3 separate regions of the Pan troglodytes genome follow, and all the other regions are linked to region 2. The links are chromatin contacts, called in public Hi-C maps. All regions are on one chromosome and are shown on one strand. The core of a region is the stretch at or near the end of the contact, and the rest is flanking DNA. Distances in the headings are between cores, read along the strand shown. Region 1 has its middle 430 kb from the start of ATP11B. Region 2 holds the start of SOX2 (SRY-box transcription factor 2). Region 3 overlaps CCDC39 (coiled-coil domain 39 molecular ruler complex subunit).

Evidence for each region. A called contact is a pair of places that touch in the nucleus more often than the background predicts.
Region 1: a contact with region 2 is called in a Hi-C map of induced pluripotent stem cells, with 2.0 times the contacts expected there. The contact joins the enhancer-like site here to the promoter of SOX2 in region 2. A contact is called at or near these places in 2 of 7 Hi-C or Micro-C datasets (induced pluripotent stem cells and stem cell-derived neural progenitor cells).
Region 3: a contact with region 2 is called in a Hi-C map of stem cell-derived neural progenitor cells, with 8 times the contacts expected there. The contact joins the enhancer-like site here to the promoter of SOX2 in region 2. A contact is called at or near these places in 1 of 7 Hi-C or Micro-C datasets (stem cell-derived neural progenitor cells) and 1 of 1 datasets of contacts at active chromatin or transcription factors (stem cell-derived excitatory neurons).

The regions. Positions count from the first base shown.
Region 1 is chr2:185,536,794-185,541,032 of NHGRI_mPanTro3-v2.0_pri, reverse strand. No RefSeq gene overlaps it. Among named protein-coding and RNA genes, the nearest start is that of ATP11B, 430 kb to the left of the region's middle. Within about 2 kb of position 1,547, at least 10 of the 24 cell types and tissues checked have an H3K27ac peak or open chromatin away from gene starts, as enhancers often do. A contact at or near this core is called in induced pluripotent stem cells, where this site is marked.
Region 2 is chr2:184,886,418-184,890,492 of NHGRI_mPanTro3-v2.0_pri, reverse strand. SOX2 (SRY-box transcription factor 2) reads right to left here and starts at 1,563. Exons shown (of 1, transcript XM_516895.9): 1 at 1-1,563. The coding sequence starts at 1,039. The coding sequence ends at 80.
Region 3 is chr2:183,975,383-183,979,443 of NHGRI_mPanTro3-v2.0_pri, reverse strand. The region is part of intron 2 of CCDC39 (coiled-coil domain 39 molecular ruler complex subunit); the gene reads left to right. Among named protein-coding and RNA genes, the nearest start is that of CCDC39, 66 kb to the left of the region's middle. Within about 2 kb of position 1,538, at least 3 of the 24 cell types and tissues checked have an H3K27ac peak or open chromatin away from gene starts, as enhancers often do. A contact at or near this core is called in stem cell-derived neural progenitor cells, where this site is marked.

The DNA of each region.
Region 1 (4,239 bases), core at 298-2,797, 650 kb before region 2:
GGCCCTTCTATTATTGCTTTAGGAACTTCACACTAATGCGAGATGAGAGAGAGAGAAACAGCCATTAGGAAACAGGTTTGAGGGCCCACAGGCCCACATTGGACATGAGTTTGGCCATATTCAATTTTATTGAACATCTTGAAGCATTTAAAACAATACAATGTCCTGTGGAACCCAGATACATACAGCCAGGTGTTTTTCTCTTAATATTTAAACCCATTTTATGGAAGATTTAATCCATATGTTAAATCTTTGACTTCAAAAGGCATTCCTTGAAAGGCTAATAGAAATGATGAAAAACGGGTCTAAAGATTATGTTCAAAGATGTCATTTATGGATTGGGGATAAAGGTCTGAGGAGAGAGAGAGAAACTTGGGGGAGTTTCATGAAGTCATTTAAGTATGTGAAATGTTCTAGAGCACAAGGGAACTCTTGACATTTCATAATCATACAATCTTTTTTCATTTCCAAAGAGCATGTTTTTGAGACAGTGCATAATATAGCTATTTGTTCTCTTAGACACATCTCAGGGAAGAAAAAGAAGTTAGGAAAATGAGCCCATTGTTTTTCAAAATTAGTGACAAACTTCAAAATAATTCCAAACAAACCTCAAATAAAACATTTTCCCCCTACTGTGAATCCCATTTAAACTGTTTGGGTCAGTCTGTTTTAATGAGTCACATTCATGCTGACACATCCACACACTTCAGACAAAGACGACTGTACCTCTAAACCCATTTAAAAATGATAGATGACTGTCAGCTTTGTGAAAGCAGCACATGCAGTGGCTTGATAGCGCAGAATGAAAGCAATCTACAAGTGCAAGTCTGTTTCTTTTGGCAACGGAAGGAGTTGCTAATGGATTCATCATTTTCTGTTAAGCATGAATGTCAAACAAAAAAACATTTAGGGCTCTATTCAACTGAATTTCCGGCTCGACGCTTGCCAGCCATGGAAGCCCTGTGACTTGGAACCTGCGCAGCCCAAGCCTGATTCTTGTTTCCAGAGTTCCGTGGGGCCAGTGCCACGGAACTTGGAATTCTGCCGAGGGCTCCTCCTCCTCTCTTCACCTCCCCCTCTCCCCTTTTCTCTCCAATCGCATGAAGCCGCCAGTCGTGCTTCCTAAGTGAATGCCGTCTATGGAGCAGAGCTGGTTGCCAACTCTTACACCAGCTGACTCCACCTCGGGATCACATAGGAAGTCCACCAACACCACTCAAGAAGGGATGGCAGAGTGAGGACTTCTTGTATCCAGAGATTCTGGGGCCTTTATGCCTTGGAATTCATTGCGGTCGAGTGGGCATCACACACTTCCTATTTTGGCGTCGTAAATATGCAACATGTCCCGGACTCTTTCTACAAACAAAAAATAAACACAAAAATAATAACAGTTAAAGTGCCTGGGCTGCAGAAATGCGACGTTAGCCTCTGAATGGACCTTGAGAAGAACTGGGGGGAAAATTCTGGCCTTAGAACACAGCTCTTTTTATATCCTTAACCACAGAAGAGCTCCCTCTGTCTGGGAGAATGGCTTCTTCAGTTGAGCACACAGTGGACAGCTGTAGGAGTGTGCTGAGCCCAAACACATCAGTAACGTCCGCCCTGGCAGGAGAGAGGTTACAGACCCCAGGCCCTCACGTGCCAGGCCAGTGCCAGCCCTGCCAACAGCTGTGTGGTCTTGGAAAAGTCTCTCCACCCCTCAGTGCCTCAGTTTTATCACTTGGTTGTTTTTGAGGATTAAATGAGATCACGTGAAATCAGGAGGGTAAACTATAAATCACTACACAAGTGTATATTGTTATTAACTGAACTGTTTTAATTAATAAAATAAATTAATAATAAATACTAAGAGCTAATGTAGGATGGTCTAAGGGAGTTTAGAACAGAGAAGCGAAGAGATAGATTCCTGGCAACTCCATTTTTTGTTCTGTGACCTCGAGAAAAATCAGTGCACCCTTTAAACTGGAATGGAAATACTTATTCCAATAAGTCATATTTTGACTATACAGTGCCATGGATTTGTACATTATTCAGTCTTTGGAAGACCTAGACAGCTCTCACTTCTCCAGATATCAACCCTAATGTCAATCATTCCACCGCTCTAGCTTTACTCTTCAGCATTTCCCAGCAAATGGGACTCCCCTCGCCCAGTTAAAATCCAAACATGTAAAAGGATAGGAATTCATGCTTAACTTAGCAATTAGCATTTAGCAGGGTATGGCTGGATTAAGACACGAGGTTGATGCTAGTGGGCTAGGGGAGGAAACAAGATACCAGGAGAAAGGAAAGAAAGCTCTAAAATCAACTTCACTTTTTTTTTCAGGCATGCCTTGTTCCTCTCCTGTCTTTAATGTTCAATGATATTGTGAAGATAATTGCAACAAGTTGTGAAATGTTGCCAGTACCTTTATAAATTACAGGACTATAAGTGATTTCATGTGACATTGATATTGATGATTACTTCAGCCTGAAGGATAAAGGCAGAACTTGTATAGGGATGAATTAATGGTCTTACCTGAAGATATTTTAATCTAAAATTGTAAATGTTACCTCCTTCAGGAAACCTTCCCTGATCCTCTAGATAGAGTCAATCACAGTATATATTTCAAAATATGTATTTCTCATATCACTTGTTTGTATGTTTGTTTGTTTTTTCTTTTTTACTTTTATCTTAAGTTCAGGGGTACATGCGGTACATGTGCAGGTTATATAGGTAAACTTATGTCATGGGGGTTTGTTGTACAGATTATTTCATCACCCAGGTATTGAGCCTTGTACCCATTCATTATTTTTCCTGATCCTTTCCCTCCTTCCACCCTCCACCTACTGGTGGGCCCCAGTGTGTGTTGTACCCCTCTATGTGTCCATGTGTTCTCATCATTTAGCTCCCACTTATAAGTGAGAACATGTGGTATTTGGTTTTCTGTTCTTGTGTTCGTTTGCTAAGGATAATGGCCTCCAGCTCCACTCATGTTCCTGCATAGGACATGATCTCGTTCTTTTTTATGACTGTGTACTATTCCACGGTGTATATATACCACATTTTCTTTATCCAATCTATCATTGATGGGCATTTAGGTTGAGTCCATATCTTTGCTATTGTGAATAGTGCTGCAACAAACATATATGTGCTTACAATACATACATATTAAGTGTGAGTTTGACTCTTTTAACTCTATATTCAATACCTTTTTAAACTCTATATTCATGTAGTAGTTAGCACATTGTAGGAACTCAGAAAATATTTGTTGAATTTAATAGATAAAATATCTGAAGGACAAAGTAGATCAGGCAATCATTCTCCTAGTGTATCCAAGACTTGGTCTACTTAGCAATCAAAGCTAAAGATGCTTTTCAGCAGAATATTAAACTCCATAAAGGATTAGTTGCCCTAAGGTTTTTTAAAATGCTGCCACTTAGATGATACTTTAATAGAATTAAATGGTATTTTGCTGAAGCATTTAGCTAAATTTTATATGCCCATACCTCTTAGAAATATAACCAAACCCACCCAGGAATTATCTATACATACATGATAGTATATTGGTAAAGCTACATGCCAAATGTCACTTTAACTTGCAGAAATGATCAGATTCTTATTCCACAGGGCTGGTTTCAATGAGGAATTTTCAGAATGATGAAACCAGATTTAGCTGGTAGCAATTATTGGTACATTTCAGATGAGCTCAGCATGAAGAATAAGACTGAAGAAAGATTAAGTCTCAAATACTAAAGGAGAGAAAAAAAATGAAAAGAGAGACCAAAAGGGTTTGAAAAGCAGGAAAGGACCGGTTATCTGCAGGATGCTGGTATTCTTATGTGAGATGGTGTGACCCAGTCTGGGTTGGAATGTTATCTCTATGTGATCTGCAGAATTTCTCTCTTGACTGTAGCAACTGCAGAAGAGTGAATTAAAGTCTTAAGGAGAAAAATCAATAAAGAAAAAAAAGATAAAAGCAATATGGCTGGAGAGCATTTCAAAAACTATATAAAAGTCTCTTAAATGGCCATGGAGGACTAACCAGTATTTATAAGGGTTTAACAGGAATACCAATAAGAATAGATTTGTTGGTCTCCTTAGAGGAACAAAAAGGCTTCTGGATGGTTTATGGCATTTAGCTGGTCTTTGTTTCACTCTAGTGTGTGACATACAGAATCATAGATTGCATAAAGGACTGCCTGTAATGACAAGAAATTCACTGGAGAGATATTATGAGAGAGCTGGGATTAGAGTAGCCC
Region 2 (4,075 bases), core at 314-2,813:
ACTCTCCTCTTTTGCACCCCTCCCATTTCCCTCGTTTTTCTTTGAAAATTTCTCCCCCCTCCAGTTCGCTGTCCGGCCCTCACATGTGTGAGAGGGGCAGTGTGCCGTTAATGGCCGTGCCGGGCACCGGGCCGCTCTGGTAGTGCTGGGACATGTGAAGTCTGCTGGGGGCGGCGGGTTCCGGCACCTCGGCGCCGGGGAGATACATGCTGATCATGTCCCGGAGGTCCCCGGCCTGGCAGGGCGCCCTGGAGTGGGAGGAAGAGGTAACCACAGGGGGGCTGGAGCTGGCCTCGGACTTGACCACCGAACCCATGGAGCCAAGAGCCATGCCAGGGGTGCCCTGCTGCGAGTAGGACATGCTGTAGGTGGGCGAGCCGTTCATGTAGGTCTGCGAGCTGGTCATGGAGTTGTACTGCAGGGCGCTCACGTCGTAGCGGTGCATGGGCTGCATCTGCGCTGCGCCGTGCGCATTGAGGCCCGGGTGCTGCGGGTAGCCCAGCTGGTCCTGCATCATGCTGTAGCTGCCGTTGCTCCAGCCGTTCATGTGCGCGTAACTGTCCATGCGCTGGTTCACGCCCGCGCCCAGGCCGGCGCCCACCCCGACCCCGCTCGCCATGCTATTGCCGCCGGGGGCCAGCAGCCCGCCGGGCAGCGTGTACTTATCCTTCTTCATGAGCGTCTTGGTTTTCCGCCGGGGCCGGTATTTATAATCCGGGTGCTCCTTCATGTGCAGCGCTCGCAGCCGCTTAGCCTCGTCGATGAACGGCCGCTTCTCCGTCTCCGACAAAAGTTTCCACTCGGCGCCCAGGCGCTTGCTGATCTCCGAGTTGTGCATCTTGGGGTTCTCCTGGGCCATCTTGCGCCGCTGCCCGCGGGACCACACCATGAAGGCATTCATGGGCCGCTTGACGCGGTCCGGGCTGTTCTTCTGGTTGCCGCCGGCCGCCGCCGCGGTGGAGTTGCCGCCGCCGCCGCCGCCCCCCGAAGTTTGCTGCGGGCCCGGCGGCTTCAGCTCCGTCTCCATCATGTTGTACATGCGGGCGCTGTGCGCGGGCCCGGCCCGCCGGCGGCCGCCGACCCTCGGCCCGGCCGGGACTTTGGGGGGCCCGCGGGCGGGGGGAGAGGAGGAGGGGAGGCGGGCGGGGGTGTCGGGAGCGCAGGGCTCCGCGAGGAAAATCAGGCGAAGAATAATTTGGGGGAAAAAAAGAGAGAGGCAAACTGGAATCAGGATCAAAAAAAGCGCTTCCCTCCTCCTCTGGCCGATCCTGCCGCCGCCGATGATTGTTATTATTATTTTTTGGAAAGGCTTAAGCCTGGGGCTCAAACTTCTCTCCCTTTCTTTCTCTCTCCTCTTCTTTCTCTCAGTCCTAGTCTTAAAGAGGCAGCAAACTACTTTCCCCCTTTTGCAAACACTCTCTTCTCTGCCTTGACAACTCCTGATACTTTTTTGAACAAGTTAATAGACAACCATCCATGTGACGGGGGCTGTCAGGGAATAAATGGGTTTCTAGCGACCAATCAGCGCGCGGCGGCTCCTCCACTCGAGCCCAGCCTCGCTGCCGGGTTTTGCATGAAAGGGGGCGGGGCCTCCCGCGCCGCCGGCCGCGCGGGGGAGGCCGGGGGAGGAGGGGGCAGGCGAGGAGGGGGAGGAGGCTCCCAGAGCCAGCCTGCCAGCCACTGAGAAACCTTTGTATCCCCTCTCGCAGCAACAGGTCACACCACACGCCTTTTCGAAGGAAGTGGGTAAACAGCACTAAGACTACGTGGGGTTTTTTTTCTTTAAACTTAATATTGATTTACTTTTTGGTGCAGGGTACTTAAATGAGGATGGGACGCGGGAAGCAGCTAAGGTGCGGGGGTGGGGCAGGGCACAGTGGGTGGCTCAGGGCGGCTGTCCAACTCGTATTTCTGGAAACAGCCAGTGCAGGAGTTGGTGTGTCATTGTTCTCCCGCTCATCCACAGCACTCCCCCCCAACTCCAGCCCCTCTGGTGCCGCTCCCGTACTGCGTTCTTCCGCTCTCCTCTCTTACCTTACAGGTGCCAACACTCTCTCACACCCTTCTCACAGTCCCGACTAGAAGTTAGGAGACCCAAACCTCTGTCCTCAAAACCTTCCTTGCTTCCACGTAACTTGCTCTGTTCTTAAAAATAAATCCTGCTCGGACCATAAGGCAGACTCTAGAGCTGAGAACAAGCAGGCCTTGGTAAGCTGCCATCTCCCTGTCCAACTCAGCTCTTTGGCCCAGGAAACTGCAGCTCTTCCTCTTAGCCCCAGCCATATCTCCCACTAGACTGTCTTCATTCAACCGTAGCAAAGGGGATGCTTCTACTGTCTCCCCCCACTCCCCATTCCCATCCCATGCCTCCCCGAAAGAAGGGTTTCGGTCGTGCGGGTTTCAAATGGGGGCTGGGGAAAGACACAGACGGAAGGGCGCTCAAAAGTGCAGGCGATGGGGGAGGGTGATTTCAACTTCCTGGCATCCCACGGCACTGTATGGAGGTGGCTTTTGGGCCGCAGTCACAAACTCCCTCCCACGCAGAGTTCCCAGGACTCCAGCAGAACCAGCCCTGGCATTTTCCCCGTAGATTTCCATTGTGGTGGCCGCAAAGCCCAGGCCGCGCAAGGCTGGGGCTGCGCCGCAAAGGGGCTCAAGGCCTGGGAGGCGGGGTCGATGCTCTCCAGGCACAGGTGCAGGCAGCGCACACTGGGAGAAGGCGGCCGGGACTGGGGAAGGGGGAGCCCAGCAAGGCCCGGGTTAGAGGAGGATGAGATGGGGGCGGGGGTAGGGGCTCAGGAATCTTGCCCGCCCAGGACCCGAGAGGGTAATTTTAGCCGCTCTCCCATTGTCCCGACGTAAAGATTTCAATAGGTAGGCGCTCAATGCGGAGGGCAATGGCAGCACGTCCGTTACAAATAGGTAGTTTTGTTTCTCTTGTTGTCGCTACACGGAGTCAAACAAAGCCTCGTCTAAGTTTCCTTCCACTCTCTTGTTGGGATCTTTGTGGCTAAAATGCACTTGACTACAAAGGGTGGGGTGGGGGGGAATAAAGAAAAAAAAAAAAAACCTGATGCCATTTCTTTTTTATAAAGGGCTTAAACCATCAGGGTTACTTATTTTCTTTCTTCTGTAACACTCTCTCCGCCCCCTCCTCCCCTGGTCTACCCTTACTCACCCTAAGAAAATGTACTGAATAGTATCTACCAGCCACGTTCCATTTATTATCTTTACAAAACGGTGCATTGTTTTGTTCCTTACTAACCTTCTGCCCATAATCACTCCCCCGACCCCCAATTTCTCCAATCTCTGCCCTCCCTAGCCTGTTACTGTCAAACTCACACTAAATATACCCACTGGAAACTCAGAAAAGTTGTAAAAAAAGAATTCTGCAGACTTTCCTTAAGTTATTTCCAATCAACCTTCCTGCCCCCCGAAGGTTCTCCTTTTTCTCTCAAGTTATGGCTTGTTTTAGTTCTTGGGAACCCGGAAAGGGTGAGATTGGGTTTCTCAAAATGCATACATATTCGGCGCTCTTCAAAATACAGCACTGTTTTCTGTTTAATCGAGGTGTAATATTAAGGTAAACACGGACCTGGAGATTAGGAAAGAGAAAAGGTTGAGAAGATCTGGAGAAGAGAAGGCGGCCACCGGCTTTTCAGCGCGGCTGGTTTCAGGGATGTGGCTGGTGCGCCCCCTGCTGGTAGATTCGCTTTTCCAAGACTATTGCTTTTACCTTTAAAAGAAGGTATTTGAAAATAATTAAAGTAAAAAAAAAAAAAAAAGAGGGGGATGGAAGATCAGACTAATTATACATAATCTAAACAAAAGAAAAGTTAACATATCTTATAAGCTGCGGAACCAAATCATAAGAATCAGATTTAATTTGCCTAACTTAGAAATATACATACAACCTCGAGATAAGTGGGAGGTTAGACCATGGGAAAAAATAGGTACAAATTATGAGATTCAACATGTGAATGAATTATGATTGTCCAGACGCCACAAAGGGCAGACCAAGAATTCACTTTATGATTGTGTATGCATCGGTCTGCTTAATAGCATTATTCTAAAA
Region 3 (4,061 bases), core at 289-2,788, 910 kb after region 2:
GGAACGCTAGCAAGCAGATTTTCATGAGGCTATCTACCCAGACTACATTCTCGTTTCCTAATTCACATGGGCAGTCCATTTCAGTACTGTTATTCCACCACTCCCTGGCCATAATTGATTGAGTTAGGGTGGACACCTAACCCAGGAGGAACCAATCCATTCATTGTACTGAATCAATTAGATTGTATCTCTTAGAAATTAAGACCCAGAACCTGGCCGGACTCCATGTACTAAATGTTGGGAGATACTCTTAGATTAATTGCAAATTTTTCATTTTTACTTGTTATTTGAGCATGTTTGTTACTTCTAATTCAAGGAATTTTAACCAAGGCAGTAGGATCATTGATTTTACATGTATAGCAGTGCTTTGGAAAATATTCTGTCTCATAGTAGTGCCAGGGTTCTGTCTCAAAAAACATGTCAGAAGATGTCCTGCTAGTAGGGTGCCTTAAAGGCACTTCAGCCAAGGGGTCAAGATGGGCCTCAAAAATATTCTGTCTTGACTGTGATTTGGATGGGTCTTGGGGTATACCCTGGCCCATGCTAACCCTGGTGCAGCCATGAGAATCTCAGGATTTCTGGACTAGCCTTGCATCTTAGCATATTAGTAGAGAGAAGGATTGAGATCTTTTGGATTGGAAGCAACCTGCTGATATAAGGACAAAAGTGGCACAACTTGCTAGGGGTACAAATTTAAAAATATACATGTAGGGTGACTTATTCAGAATTTTGGAGTGAAAGTGGCATTATTCACAGTTATATCAGAACAACAGTTACAAAGTGAAATTGTCTTTGGCAAACAGGGCTATATTGTCACCATATCTCTGGGCGATTTGTAGCAATTTACATACATTTAATTAATAAGGATCATAAGAACTGGTACTTATTTGGGAATACTCATTTATTTTTCTTATTTTAAAATCAAATTTTTATTCATTGTACACAAAAATTGTAAAATGTAGATATATAGGAAGAAGGTAATAAACCTGTCATCCAGCTTTCAAGGATAATGACTGTTAATAGTTTGGTATATCTCTTTCCAAATTTTTCTACTTATTCATATAATACATTTAAATAAAAAAAATTAGACCATATTGTATGTATTATTGTATGAATTGCTTTTTAATGTCCTTTCCATGTGAACATTATTTTTAATGGTTATTTTCTAATTTGTTTATTATGTGCCATCATTTCTTTAACAATCCCTATTCTGGGCCTTTCAGGCAGTCTCCAGTTTCACTAATTGTGCTTTAAAAGGCCACTCATTCTCCTGCAATATTTTTTCTTGTGAAATAAATGTGGGGAAGTAGGAGTGGTTTGTACACAGGATCATGCCCTCAGAGATCTCTCGGGTTAGAAACGCACGGTGAACTGTATACATAAGCCTGTTAAAACATTTTAATTGGTCACCAAATCAAATGTCAGGTTTTTTTTTCCCTCTTCTTTCCAAGAAGACAAAGGGAAACATTTGGAAGCAAGTCCTGTGCACCCCCTTGTGTCACCAGGGTGGAATGTGCTGCTAGCATTCACATTCCTTCCCTGCATAAGAACAGACAGGCCTTCCGAATGCTAGAGAGGAAGTGAGCTTTCCAAAGGACACTGTGATGGAAATCAAAATACAAGAAAAGACAATGTAATATGTCTTTATATCTGAAGGGATTTCCTGTACCATGAAGTGATCTTGACTTTTAAGTACATTATTCGATAATTTTGTTTTCTTTTGTAGCCTACCTTTGGTATAATGCCATTTTGTATAATTAAAAAAAAAATTTTAACAGTAACATTCTCATTGTAGAAAATATTGAAAAGTATATAAAATTATTATAACAAAAGACCTAACAATTATTAACATTTTGATTTATTTTCTTCTAGTATTTTTTCTGCATATACACACATATACGTATATCCATATATAAACCGTATAGTGGATAGTATGGTGTTATAAGTGCTTGCCTCCTGCTTACTTTAAGTTGATGTTAAATTATCATAGAAAAGTCAGATTCCATATCTATCTTGTTCAGTGCTGAATCTCCAGTGCCAGGCAGAATACAAGGCATGTTGTAAACCTTTGATAAATGTTCATTTGATTACTGAATCTTATTGTATTTTGTAATTCACTTAATCATTTCCCTGTTGTACCTCATTTTCAGTTTGTTCACTATTATAAATCACACAGTGATTAATTTCTTTGTGCATAAAGCTTTTTCCACCTTCCTGATTTTTCCCTCAGGTTAAATTTCTTGAATGCAATGGTTAGATAAAGAAAATAAAAAAATTAATGTTCCAATCACAGAATGCCAAGCTGCTTTCCAATTCACATAAACATAAGCGGGGCCTATGAGTAAATGGCAGAGCTAGAAATCCAACTAAGATCTCCACCCAAAGCCTGCCTCCTTGACACTATTCTATGCTGCCTCTCCATCTATCTAGTTAAATAACTGATTGGACAATGATAATCTGAAGGCTCTGATTAATAAATTCTTATTAAGCCAATAATTCTAGCACAAAAAGGGAAGTTTTAGTTTGGCAGGGCTTTAATTTAGTAAAGCCATTCTGATTCATGATAACAGCGCCACCATTAGTCTAAATGGCACCTTTGTGTAATTTGGAAAAAGATAACCCTTCTCCAAGATATTTTGATGCCCTCTGCAGGAAAATTGTCTTAATAAATACATAAATCTATGAATATAGAGGCATGAATATAGAGCTATAAGGCACAAAACCTGGACAATTCTATTTTCTAAGTTCTTGGGAATTCTGTTTAATCTAGACGAGAGTTTTGTGAGGCTATAATTTTAAGCAAAATAAATTATATTTTCTGGAAGTGCCTTTTTGAAAATTATGATAACTTGCATCTTTCTTTTAATCTCTTGGTTCCTCTCTAGGTCTCTTTGTTTTTATAATGTTTCCAGTGTTTCTGCAATCTCATCTACAAATTCTCTTGCATCATAAATCTTCACAGTTTAAAGTGTGATGGTGGAAAATGTTGTTTTATAATAAAATTATTTATTTTTAAATGCTTACAAGCTATAATTTTAATATATTTAAAGCCAGTTTCATGTGTATATTTTTATTTGAAATAACTTTAAAAACATGGTTATTAGAGAAATATTAAAGTTTTATTTCTATAATATATTCACCCAGAGAATTTCTGTTATCCCTTCGATTATTTATCCCTTATGTTTCCATCAATTTAAAAAGTGTATTTGATATTCAAACATGACACCTTAGCCTCCAAGTGTAAATCTGTTAATATAAGCAGTGAGTGAGTCTTTACAGAAATATTATCATAAAAAATTTCTGTAAATATCTTATTAGTGTCCTGACAAGTTGAACAATTATGAAGACATCTGTACATTGATTTTTAATAATTGAAATACTGTTAAAGTATTTCTATAATGAAAGAAAATTTTTAAGTGGTATATTTTGTTTCAAATAACATTGAGATTTTTTTTTTTTACATAGTAGACAGTGAATCATCTCATTGAGAACAGATTTTTCTCCTCTATTTTGTTCTGCTGCTGCCATCTAGAGTAAAAGTGAAGCAAGGGAAGCAGACCTCCACCAAATGGTGCAGATTCTAGATTCAATCAGGAATAGGGAAGAGCTTAAACTATTTTTCTTAATTTTTAATTGAAAAATAATTATTGTATATATTTATGGGGTACAATGTGATGCTTTAATGCATCTATACATTGTGGAGTAAGCAAATTAAGCCAATTAGCGTATCCATCACCTCACATACTTATCACTTTTTTGTGGTGAGAACATTTAAAATTCACTGTTTTAGAAATTTTTGAAATATACAATATGTTATTACTAACTAAAGTCACCCTGCTGTGCAAAACATCACCAGAACTGATTCCTCTTGTCTAACTGAAACTTCATACCCTCTCACCAACATGTCCCCTTTCCCTCTCCACCCTTTTCACCCCGCTCAACTTCCAGTAACTACCATTCTACTCTGTGATTTTTTTAGATATCAAATATAAGTGAGACTACATGATATTTGTCTTTCTGTGCCTGGCTTATTTCACTTAACACAATGTCCTCTAGATTCA